Linked DNA regions of Dromaius novaehollandiae: region 2 is linked to region 1. A link is a contact called in public Hi-C data. All regions are on one chromosome and are shown on one strand. The core of a region is the stretch at or near the end of the contact, and the rest is flanking DNA. Distances in the headings are between cores, read along the strand shown. Region 1 holds the start of MBOAT1 (membrane bound O-acyltransferase domain containing 1). Region 2 overlaps MBOAT1 (membrane bound O-acyltransferase domain containing 1).

The links. Hi-C and Micro-C count contacts between places; a contact is called where the count stands out from the background.
Region 2: a contact with region 1 is called in a Hi-C map of ovary, with 4 times the contacts expected there. The contact joins the enhancer-like site here to the promoter of MBOAT1 in region 1. A contact is called at or near these places in 3 of 4 Hi-C or Micro-C datasets (brain, liver and ovary).

The regions. Positions count from the first base shown.
Region 1 is chr2:97,054,661-97,060,927 of bDroNov1.hap1, reverse strand. MBOAT1 (membrane bound O-acyltransferase domain containing 1) reads right to left here and starts at 2,827. Exons shown (of 13, transcript XM_026113500.2): 1 at 2,655-2,827. The coding sequence starts at 2,744. It overlaps LOC135327534 (a long non-coding RNA gene), which reads left to right and starts at 1,744. Exons shown (of 5, transcript XR_010387809.1): 1 at 1,744-2,008; 2 at 2,210-2,299; 3 at 3,946-4,301; 4 at 5,809-5,879.
Region 2 is chr2:97,111,847-97,117,869 of bDroNov1.hap1, reverse strand. It overlaps MBOAT1 (membrane bound O-acyltransferase domain containing 1), which reads right to left. Exons shown (of 13, transcript XM_026113500.2): 12 at 5,744-5,895; 13 at 1,739-3,647. The coding sequence ends at 3,515. Among named protein-coding and RNA genes, the nearest start is that of MBOAT1, 57 kb to the right of the region's middle. Within about 2 kb of position 1,294, at least 1 of the 2 cell types and tissues checked has open chromatin away from gene starts, as enhancers often do.

The DNA of each region.
Region 1 (6,267 bases), core at 1,578-4,077:
ACACAATAGCTGCTTATTATATGACAACATTTTTTCATCTGCCATTGCTATAGCTTTTCTGCCCCTGCTGTGAAATAGTAACACTTACTACTTTTATTTTTCAGACCTCTTCTTTTCCTGATCTTTCTCACAGATCCTAAAAGCATCTCATGGCAAACTGACTATGTAAAAGCACTGACAAGTCGCCTGTGCATGCAACGCAAAGGCAGCATGCGGCACCGAGGTACAGCAATGATTTGGAGGGTCAACACTCCTTCTGCGTGCCTTCGCCGTGTGTTTTCTAGCCACTTCTAAGCCTCTCTGACACACGAGGAAACAACAGGCATACAGACAGAAGTGAGATTTAGGTGTCCCACAGGCCGAGCATGGCAACCCTCACACATGGTGACAAACCAAAGACCACGTCCTCTGACCCAGCCTAGCTGCCACATGGAAGACAGAGAGAGCCCCTGAGCGTTGTGATGACGGACCCATGTAAACAAATCCTCACGACTTGCAGGATTTACATCTAGCAAAATACTTTTTCCACAGAGCTTCGTTCAGCACAGAGGACCGAGGCAGCTTCTGTTTTCTCCTCTGACAAAAGCCTCCTCCCATCCTAATGAAGCAGGTGACCAACGCCACCTGGCAAACAAGCTCCCATGTAGCACAAAGGTTGGAAATGTTTCTATTTTGTTTCTGAGGGTGTTAGCATTACGGGTCAGAGTCAAAACTTAGGTCGCGAGAGGGGACAGCGGTGGCACACCACTTGCACGCAACTATCTAGGCGTCTCCTCCTTTGAGGGAGCAGCAGTCCCAGATGCTTGGCACTGCCCAGCTGATTGCAGTGGCAAGGAGGCGACGCTGTTTTAAAGGACAATATTAAAATCTCACAAGGACAATTAAGCAGGATCCGGGGGGGGGGGGGGGAGAGGAGTGATTTTCAGATGAAGAAAACTACATTTCGAGGCAGCTTTTCTGAACTCCTGCAAAGACATCCAGCGAGCCACCTCACCTCACCTCGTGGCACTTCACAGAGATAGAGCCCGCCTGCATAGCCCAGCCGCCGCCCTCCAGCAGGGCACTGGCAGGGCATGCACGCACCCTCCACCTGCACCTGCCCCTTTGCACCCAACCCACAACCCGACACGGGCGCCTGCCACCGGCAACTGAGAGACGGGGCCCTGGCGCAAACCATAGCACGTAACCCCAGGCAGCAAAGGGCCCTCAGGCTCGCAGCAGTAAGGGGACAATTTTCTTCCCCCCAGACAACATTGTCTTTGTAGCATCTTGACTGAATAGAAGGATAAATGTTTGAAAACTTGGAAAAAAATCCTTATTTGTCAAGTATTCACTGATCGGTGACCCAGTCAGCCTAGCACTGTATATATATTACGCTGTTGCAAAAAAGCTGGAACAGCAAACATTTGCTGTTCATGGTTCCTTTAGTGTTTCTGTACTCATCAATCTTAGGCACAGACCACCTTGGAAAAGAAACTAACACCATCCATGCCCCTTCTCCTAAATTAAAGTATTAATTTATAGAAGATATCAAGCCCTGATTCTTTGAGGATCTGAATGTTAAGAAATCTCTTAAAAACAAAAAATAATTCAAAAATTCACATTAAAAACTGCTTTCTGTTAAAAAAGGGAAATATCAGTTAAATCAGCATGCTTCGGTGTGGGAGTTGAATCTTTCTACAGCTAATGACACACTTCTTGCTCAACTTTAAAAACAAACAATAGTAAAAATGACACGTAGTGCCAGCTGCTCCGCAAACACAGCAGAAAGCACGTCAGTCCCAAGCTTGTGCTGATTTTTATGGGCAATGTCTCTGCTGCCAAGGTTTCTCAGCGCACAGCTCAGCTTCCTGATAGCTTTGAGGAGACTCTTCTGGTCGGCGCGAACTTCCAGACCTGACTTCCTCGTCGCTGAAAGAACACAGAAGGGGCAGCAGGTGCACGCACGCCTCGCACAGCAGAAGGATGGGGAAAAGAAAGAAAAAAAGAGCGACATTTTCTCTCTCAGGTTAACTAGGAGCCTCTAAAACATTAGAGAGCAACATCTCCAAAAGTGCATTACACTGTTAAACATTTTGCACAACCTTGCTCTCCTGTAAAACTCCTCTAAGTACGCCTGTGTGTTTTACATATCTCTCTACACGCACCTTGCATTTCCAGCGGGCTCTTGTGTTACGCTGAAAAAGGCTTTTGTGTCTCTTTTCCACAGACCCGTAACCATAAGAGCAGTGCCTGAATTCAAAGATCCCTCGCAAGACAGATGCACATTACGGATTCCAGAACAGCTGGCCAGAAAGAGGTAAGCAGCTGAAGGCACTGAACGATTCAAGCACTGCAAACTTTCTCGCAGTTAGCACAGTGCTACGCCTTGCAGCATCGCGACTAGCAGCGGAGGCTTCTACTAAGAGCACGGGAACAGCCAGGAAAAATGAAGGACGTTCCGCGCAGCCAGCAGCAGCTTCCACACGAACGCTGCAGCGCGCGAACCCACACGCGATCCCAGCGCCTGCGGGCACCACGCCTTCCCTCTGCCCAAACCCGCGCCCGCGGGAGCCCGCGCCCAACACCCGTTTCTGCCGGAAAACGCCGCCGGGCTGCGGCGGGAGCGCGTCTCGGGGGCGCGCGGGCAGCGGCCGCGGCCCCGGCGCCCCTACCTGGTCCAGGGGGATGCCCAGCAGGGCGCTCAGCGGGTGCAGCAGGGTGGAGCCCGTGGTGCGGTGCGGGTCGCCGCGCGGCTCTGCCATGCTGCATCCCCGCCACGCGCCCACCTGCGCGAGCGCGCACCGCCCCCCCGCGGCCGCCGCCGCGCCGCAGGGGGGCGGGGCCGCCGCGGGGGGCGGGGCCGCCGCCGCGCTCAGCGTTTGTGGGGTGCGCTCGGCTGGGGCGGGCTTGTGCGGAAAGGCGCCGGTAAAGCTTGTCCCCGCGGCGCGGCAAGCCTGAGGTGTCCGTTCGCAGCTGTCCCGAGGACAGGGCTTGGCCACTGAACAGTTGTAGGTTTTGTGGGTTTTTGTTTAACACAACTTTTTTTTTTCCCCAAAGGTCGCTTTTACTGATGTTTTTAATGGAGAATTACCAGACATTCAGCCTGCAGTTCACATTTCTGGAAACCTTACCAGGCGTGTGATCTGGGGAAATAGTGGCTTTTTCTTACTAGGGAAAAAAATGAAAAAGAGAAAGAGTGGGAGTTTTAACTGATGCGTGTAGCCTGTACCTGAAATGTGGCCGTTAAAGGCGGCACTTCTGCCAAGATCACCTATCTGTGAAGGGCTGTTCTTACATGTTCCCCAGGCAGTGTAGTATTGTGTTGTGCAGAAAACTCAGACAACATCGCAAAGTTTGCTGTTCACTTCTCTCTGCTGCCATGTGTCTCGAAACTGAAATCCCCCAGAGGTCCTCTGCCGACCCCGTTTCAGGCTCTCTAACAGGCCGTCATTTTCTCGTCTTCAAATAATTGCCCCTTGTGCAGCTGCAGCTGTAGCAACGGCTTGAAAAGTTAGCGTGCTGTATTCGAAGCGTCATGTGTATTCTGCGCAAGTGCATGCAATGCTGGGAAATCCAGGCAAAAATTGTTCTTGAGGGAAGGGTTTACAGCAACAATGTTCGCTTAACAGTATTGTTATAAGTGGTGTCAAATTATCTACATATATGTATATATATGCACTCACAACACACACACTTACATACAGACACAGTAAGTAGAGAGCAATTTGGGGGGACTGGGTAGCCATGCATAAGATTGCCTAACATTTTCCATTAGAAGTCCCTCTTTCCAGCCTTAGACTCTCTGGATGGAAGTAATTTGTTATGCACACACTACAAATATTTTCAGAGCTTTTTCACTGTGGAAATTTGGTACCTCTGGGATGGGGACTTCATGTTTAGATGTGGTGGTTGTGCTGACACCAAGGAAATGCCTTTCACTTTCTTTGTGAAACTACTCAACAGTGATCAACTGACAGAAGTGTGAGGAAAAGTGCACACAATCCATGTGGTGCCTCAGGAGTTCAGCGTATAACTTCTGTGAAGACCTGAGGCACTCTTCAGTCCCTCAGTTTCTCCGTTTGACTAGCCGCCATCTATTCCTGCCGCTGTAGCAGCAGGATGGGGTATCAGGAGGCTGAAGGCACAGGAACTGAGGAAAGCGTGACTCGCTGTCTGTACTGAATGTCTTTCTGTATTCGATACTCAGCCTTCTGGGCTCTGTGCAGTGTGGACAGAAGATGAAAAGAGCTGCATTGGAAAACAGTTGGAGAAAAAGATGGATAGAAAAAGCCAGGAGCAAGAACACTCAAAGGAGGATGGTAAGTGGGCTAGCACAAGAAGCCCAGTGAGGGGAACTATAGCAAAGTTTGCTAAAGATACGAAGGAACAGAAACAGAGGCGGTTAGGGTTTGGAAGACAGGATTGGGGGTGGAAGCATATGAGCAAGAAGGGGAGGGGGTGGAGGACTGGGGAGGAAATAAAGATAGTAGGATGACAGCACTGGGAAGGGAGACAGGAGGAGCCGAAAGTGAGGAAAAGGGCAGGAAGGAGAGCTGGAATTATTATTAGGCAATTTATTAGCATTAAAAAACATTATTCTTGAAAATCAGTGTTCCTTTTCCTATTTAGCTAATAGGTTTGAAACACATTAGCAATGTACTTGTCAGCTCTTCAACTCAAATTCGTGGAAGGCTAGTTAAACACCATAGAAGAAAAACATAGGTTCTGCCTCCAAACCCAAACTGTCATCAGAAGAGCCTGACTTGATGTCTCTGCAGTACAGTCTTTGGTGCATCTTCTGCTGGCAGAGCTTTATGAGCTTGGTTACAGGGTCATACAAATGTATGGAGGCAGCAGCGCATTCCCAGTCAGGTTGTGCAGAGCCCATGCTACTCAATGTCCTGGAAAGGGAAGCTCCTCTGTAGGAGACACCTGAACTGGCACTGTGTAGAGCCAAGGGACGTCCAGCAGGGCTGAATCCAAGTGAGAGCACAGTCCTCAACCAAAACTGGCTCAGGAAAGGTACTTTTACAATACACTGTGCTTAGACTAGCAGAATCCCCTATGCCCGAATGAGCTTGAATGGACCCAGCTAGAGTATCTTTGTACTGCTCTCATGTTTGATTTATAAACTGAGCAATCTGCTCATGGAAATTGTATGTCACTGTCTTCGTGCCCCCCTTCTCTACTGGAAAGACCACTTAAAAGATGTAAAAGTAGCCATAATATGTCAGACCATAAGTTTATTTAGGTATCTTGTCTCTAACGCTGGCAATTGTGGATGCTTAGACAAGGTATGCGAGAAATGTGCCAAATACAGAGCCATCCTTTCAGCTTGTACTCTCCCAGCTTCTAGCCCTCAGGACTATAGGAACTTCCCAAGTTGGAAACTGCATCTGGAATATCATGTCTAATAGCCACTGATGGGCCTATGTTACATGTCTAATATTTTTAAATTCACTTATATTTTTGGCCTCCACAGTATCCTGTGAGTTCCGCTATTTAATTATGTGCTGTATGAAAAAGTACTTCCTTTTGTTTGTTTTAAAGCAGCTGCCTTGTAATTTCATCGGGTGCCCTCTTGTTCTTGTACTGTGAGAAATAACTGAATAATCATTGCTTAATCACCTCCTCTATGCTATTCATAACTTCATATTCTGATTTGTCTTTTGCCCACCCTGAAGAGTGTATTTAATCTCCCATTATATGGAAGTTATCGATATCTTTGTTCTTCCTTTCCACCTTTTTCTCGATCTATTTTTGAAATGGAGAGACTATGCTGTGGCAACATTATGTTTTGTTCTATATTCCTTCCCTGCTTCCCAGGAGCTCCTAACACTTCATTGTTTTCTATTGGCAAATCATCCCCAGTGACTTGAAGATCTCTCTTCTCAAAGGTAATAGGTAATTTAAAGCCTTTCATGTCTATGTATAGTCAAGAGTTGCTTTTTTCTGTTTGCATTTATCAATATTAAATGTTAACAGTCCTTATATTGCCCACAATGCAATATTGTGAAATCCTTTTGGAACTCTTTATAAACAAGTTTTGACTATCTGAAGTTATTTCATATCCTCGCTAGCTTTGTCATCTGATCTCCTTTTTCCAAAAATGTGTATGCTCAACAGCACAGATTCCATCCTGTTAACTTCCAACTCGACATTTATTCCAGTCCTATCTTTATTACCTTTTAAATAGCTATTAATCCATGAGGAGATTGTCCTTTTCATTCTGTGATTATTTAATTCCTATAGATGAGAAACCTGGCCCAAAACATCCTGGAAATA
Region 2 (6,023 bases), core at 45-2,544, 58 kb before region 1:
AGGTTAGTGTTTGTGCAGCCAAACGAGCTGAAAAGTAGCTGCTGGAATTTGCCCTCAGTCCAAGGAGTGAAGGTTTTTTTGTTTTTGTTTTTTTTTAATATAGATAGAAACACTTTGCCAATCCAGCACAATCTACCTTTTTCATGCCTGTATGATGGTTCCGTATTTCCTTTTCTCTTACAAACCATCAAGATTGTTTACACCTTGAGAATCTCTCCAGGATTCCCATCTCCTCAGCTTTTTACAGCACAAAGAATCCAGAGAGTGATTAGAAACTAGTAACATGTTGGTAATCACAATCATGTACTTTAATCACTGAAGTACACCCTCAAATTACAGTATTCCAATTAGAGAGGAGTAATGCAAGGCCAATACTCGAGTTCCCAACATCATGTATTCATAACCTGAATTTCTACTTTGGCTCTAGAGTTATTTATACCTGTGCAAAGCAGGTGCAAGCCACTATCAAATGAGGAATCTCCTCTGACTGGTAGTGGCTGTTCATGCTCTTCCTTGTGAAGCAAAATTTTCTCCCACTGAGAGGAAGGGACACAAAGACTCAGTACAATGAATTTAGAAAGGTAGTTCAGAGCTGATGGCCTTTTTTCAAAGGAGTGTTTTACAGAGATTTTGTGTTAGCTTTGCAATACTGCCACATTTGTCTAGGTAAGCTGCCTAGTGTAAAGTAACACAGTACAGCAAAGATTTTAGATTGTTTACTTTTTTTCTTCTTTTTTTTGCAGCTTTAAGACTAATACGGTTAGCAAGTTTCCCTGCAATGCATGTTTTGAAAGGCCATTTCAATTTTAATCCATGTAACATATCACATTAAATCCACATGAACGGTTTCCATTGAAGCCCAGGGCTCCTGTTTTCAGTCAGATACACAGGCTGAGAACATGGTATGACGGGTAACAAGAACTTGCTCACTAGCCCTAATTCATCACTTTGTAGAGGCTGAAGCCTACAACAGAAGTGGATGGCACGAGAGTTAAGCAACTTCCATATACACAAAAATGCCACAAAAAAAGATATGCATTGATAAAATCTGGCCTTTCTTGAACCCAGGGTTCACAGGCCCTGAATGGGGAGATCTCAGAGCCCAGAGCACCAAATGTAAGGGTGAGGGGGGATGGAAAAATGTGGGCAAGGGGGGGAAAGAAAGGCTAACTCCAGCCCAGGCAGACCCCCACCAGGCAAATGGGAGGCTTGTGCAGCCCCCCCTTCCCCTCTCTACCTGGGCTCTCAACCCCTGGGCGAGCGACCTCAGAGGTTTGGGCAAAACTCCCACAACGTCCACACGGGTGCGTTGCAGATCGCGCGGTCCAGCTAACAGAGGAGCCGGAGGGAATTTTGCAAAACTTCGTCTCCTTTCTCCCTCAAGGAATGGCAGCGATTACATCCAGCCCTGTGGGATTAGCTTTAGTGAGCCACAGAGCTGTCACAGCAAATCTTTAAATAAAATGTCCCCGAGATGCAACACCAAACACTACTACGAGACAAGGATAAGTAAGGAGGGGCCAAGTTAAGGACAGTTCCTGCTTCCACTAAAATAAACGGAGGTTGTCTTGTCTCCGTTTCAACAGGAGCAGGATCTCAAGTGTATCTGGTCTGTAAAATTTGACAGTCCTGAATAGCTCCCTTCACATGCGTGAGTGATTTTCTCATGAGACACAGGCTCATTTATCCATCTCCACATTTGACTTTCATTAATAATACCAGCAGTGACACAAAGCAATTTGTTTATTCAGATCCATCTTTTAATACCATCTCGCCTTCAAAATAAATTACCAAATAAACTCTTCCATGAAATATGCTCTGAATCATGAGGTGGTCACAGGACAAAATCTTTCCACCAGAAAATAAGAAAATCAAACATTTTTAAAACTTGTTTTGGTTTCACTGAGTTGTTTCCTTCCCAACATAAGGATTCTGCAAAATTTTAATCCAACACAAAAATCAGAATGCAATAAACAGCAGATTCTTTGCTCACTCACACTTCATTTCAGTGACATCTCCCCCCCCCCCCCAAAAAAAAAAGAAAAAAGAAAAAAGAATACCAATACTTTACAAGGGAATTGCTTCTAAAAATCCTGAGAAAACCACTCCTGGAAAACAGTAAAGCTTTTCTTTCTCTCTCTTTTTTTTTTTTTTTTAATATTTTAGTTCTTCTGAAGTGTCTTATTAGTCTATTTTGCAGGGTTAAGTGGATTTAAAAAATAAATAAAAAACTGACACAGCATTTTGCAGCAAGTTATTTCAAAGCACTATAAGCCCTTAGAAATTAAACCTTACAACATCCCTGTAAGCTTTGGATTTTACAAGCAGAGAAACTCACACCAAAAAGTTAAGTGGCTTGTCAAGATCATATAAGGACTTGGTGTTGACTCTTGTCATGATCACATCATGTAATACTCCTTGTTTCGTACAGAATTATTTATTATGACTATAATAATTATTGTTCCATTTTCATTTTAGTGTTAGATGTCTGGAAAGAAACTCCCCCACAAGACAGGATGCTTCTGTGCAGAACAGTCTGATCTATTGCTAAACTTTTCGTGTAGAACAGGCTGACCTATTACTAACCTTTTTCAGATTTAACCCACAACTGTGAGTTTTAACAATCTAAACCTGCATGGCTTCTGTTAGTTCAATCACAACATGGAAATGCTACATCGCTCTGAAAGTGCAAAGTAAGGCTGAAGGAGCAACGAGCAGCAGCTGCATTAACAGAGAAGCCTGATCCTACAGATCACAGGGTATTGCTTTATTTTTACTACTCTGGGTTTCTCCCTTTTGTGTTGCTTTTCCTTGGCTTTAGGTTTTGGCCTAGCCAGTTGACAGTGTTCCCAGACACCAATTCCCAAGGGACTCGTCTTGCCCTCATACCAGCAGATGTCACATTGAGGGAGGTGAAATATCCTTGCTGCCGAGCTCAGGCTGGAGTCCCTGCGCTGGGGATTGCTGGGGAATGCCCAGCTCCCTCTTCTCCCTGCTGGAGCAGAAGTCAGCACCAGCACATTGAGCACTTCCATTTCTGTGGTTCTCTATGTGCACCATCTCTCTTCTTTGCCAAGATATGAAAAGCTGTCTCACCAGCTGCCCTGAGCACCAGGCTACTAAGCAGCTGATCTAACTCTTTACTAGGTACTTCCTGGCCCTTTAATCACAATATTATTGTTTAATAATGGTATGTTTCTGTAAAAGAGCAAAAACACCTCTCTGTGTGAAAAAGTTTAAATATATAAAAACACTTCATAAAAATATTTATTAAAAAAAAAAATCAAAATGCCCCTAGAGCCTGTAAAAGTTGCCCGTAAAACTCTTACCTGGATTTATCTGAAACACAGTCTTTCTGGCTCTTTTCTGCCCTGTCCAGTAGGGTTTTAAGATGAGCAATAGTAATGCCATTTGTCTTTGCAGCTTGTCCCTCCCCCCTCCCTTTTTTCTTCTTCTTTGTTTGTTTCCAATATGACAGTTCTCATCCCAACGTCAACGGTTTTCTTTGGAGATGTCATTTGTCTTTGTTTTTAACGGAGTTCTGCATGACCTGATTCTGAGGCCTTCTTACGGAGTGAGCTTGAGGTCTGACTGGTAACACTAGCAACACCAGGATGCTTAGGATGTGCATGTGAAAATACATAGACCTAGAAAGAAAATACGGAAGACAAAATTACACTCTTGTTGTCAATAAAACAAATGTTAGGAATTGTACAGCCTCAACAGTGCGGAAGGCAGCACTAAAGGGTAAACGCAGAAAGTAAGAACCTGACCTAGAAATGACCAAAATACGCTCCTGAATCGCACACATCCGGTAGATGTGACATCTGCTAGCATCAGTGAAAATGTTGCCACGGATGTGAGTGAGGCAAGGAGTTATCTGGCAAACTCCAGGACCCTCCCCTCATCTCCTGCACCCAAAATCTGGGTGCTCAGATAAACCACATAAATCAACACCGGACTTGGTCAGCTCATCTCTCTTTCAACTTCAAAGAATATAAAACTATTCTGAAGAAACATTCTGAAGAAACTGCTTTCATTTTTAGGACATAAAACTTGTACCAGTAGAAAACAAATACATGAAAAACGACACCAAGCAACTGAATGAGAAAGAAAAAATGCATTCCAAATGTGGAGATCTGAAATAAATCAAAACACTCAACCTCTTAGTGAGGGAGGTCAGTTAATGACAATTACAAAAGGGCCTTGTTTTTAAAGGTAACTATTCAGAGATACCTTTATCTGATATCTTATTGAATATCAAATGTTTTTATTTCTAATAACTTGGTATGCACAGGATTGAACAGAAACCAAATATACTAAAGCCAACTATATGAGCCTGGGGCGGCTTGGACAGGACCAAGTTTGGGAGCAGTAGAGACCAGCTGCTAAACACAGAGATTTACCTTTGGACAGCCTCATCTACACTTCTCACCACAGATCTTAATAACCTTGTCAGGTGCTTAAGACCACAGTTAGGTGTGCAGTGCTCCCAAAATTCATGGCCTGGTCCAAAGACCTACAATTTCCTTGTTTTCCTTGCTTCCTTCCCTAAGTTCAGGTGTTAACTATGTTCTGAGTCACTAGGGCAAAAAGTATTAAGGTATCAACCCAGCTTGAGGCAGAGGTGGAAAATCACTTTCCTTGTTCAGAGCTTTGGTAGAGGCAACACTTCTCCCTTTATGGACACTGGCATATTAATAGCAAGCTCTTTATACATATTTATCTCTGTAGTTCTAAGATTAGCAATGTAATCTCACAGAATGACATACTAACATTTAATACAGGGAATGGCCTTTTGTAGCAAAAAGGCACCAAATTTTACTAACTGGGAAAATTCATAAAAAGAGTTTAATATTTTAGGCTTTTCTCTCCCTTTTTGTTCTGCCTGCTGTTGTCTTTTGTCTTAAAAGACAATACCTAGGAAAGCACGTTACCAAAACTAAGAAAGATTTAGGGTTGTTTTCATATGGTAAGTTTTCTCTGTGTTGAAATCAAATGTTTTAAGAAAAAAGAAAAGGTCAACATTTAAAGCTCTTCAGACAGACTTACTCACAGTGCCTATCCTGACTACCGCTTTTGAGTCTCTTATTTTAAAGTAATGAAATGCCTCTCTTCTCAACCAAAACGTGTTATTCTACATTTGACAAAGTTTACTGTAGGATGAAAGAAAAGGAAAGCTATTTAGTCCAGCCTCCCTTTCCAAGTTATTTTGTCCTTTATTCAACGTACTCTGCAACACCAGTGTTTTCTTAAGGACCTATGAAAGTATTCACATCAAAAAAGAGAAACATATGGATTCCAGCAAGCAATGCTCTGTCAGGTATGCTCCTTGTCTCCTGCTGATAAATTAGTATCGCCTCTTCTATGCATTCTGCAGCTGGGAATCGTTCTTTTTTTGACCGAGTTCTTTCTACTTGTCAGCCCACATTATTTTTAACCTCTCCAGCCTTGGCTACTGTTAATGGTTGAGACTCGAGTGTTTTGAAAAAGGAAACCGAATATATGAAAAGTCAGATTATATACGAATACAGAAACACTGAGAAATAGAAGTGTTCTGCCTTGGCATTAATAGCTCATGAAGTTACGGGAGTGCAAAAAATCCCTCCTTACTTTGTTAAATATCCTGTCTGAATTCCTTTCAAATTATGAGGAAATGTCGATTGCCTTTGAGAGCTGTTTGGCTTATTTAACAAAAGCCTGTGCTTGTCTGAAGTATGGCAGTTAAGAAGAGAGAACTTACTTGTAAAACTTAATTGTGGGCTCAACAGCCAGCATAACAAAAGGTGCAACAGTATAGCAGACAGCCAGCTGAGTGACAGCCCAGGTAACAACATCATAGGCTACCTTGAGAGGCACTGATGCGAGGAAGTAATGTCTGCAATTGTTTCTTACCTGCAAGTCAAGGAAAAGTAAACAGAAAATGATACAAGTTAATTTCCTAGGTGAAACGCAGGCATCTGGTGGTGTATCTATTACACCCTTCATCTATCATCAACATCAGTACTACAGAAAACTTAGTA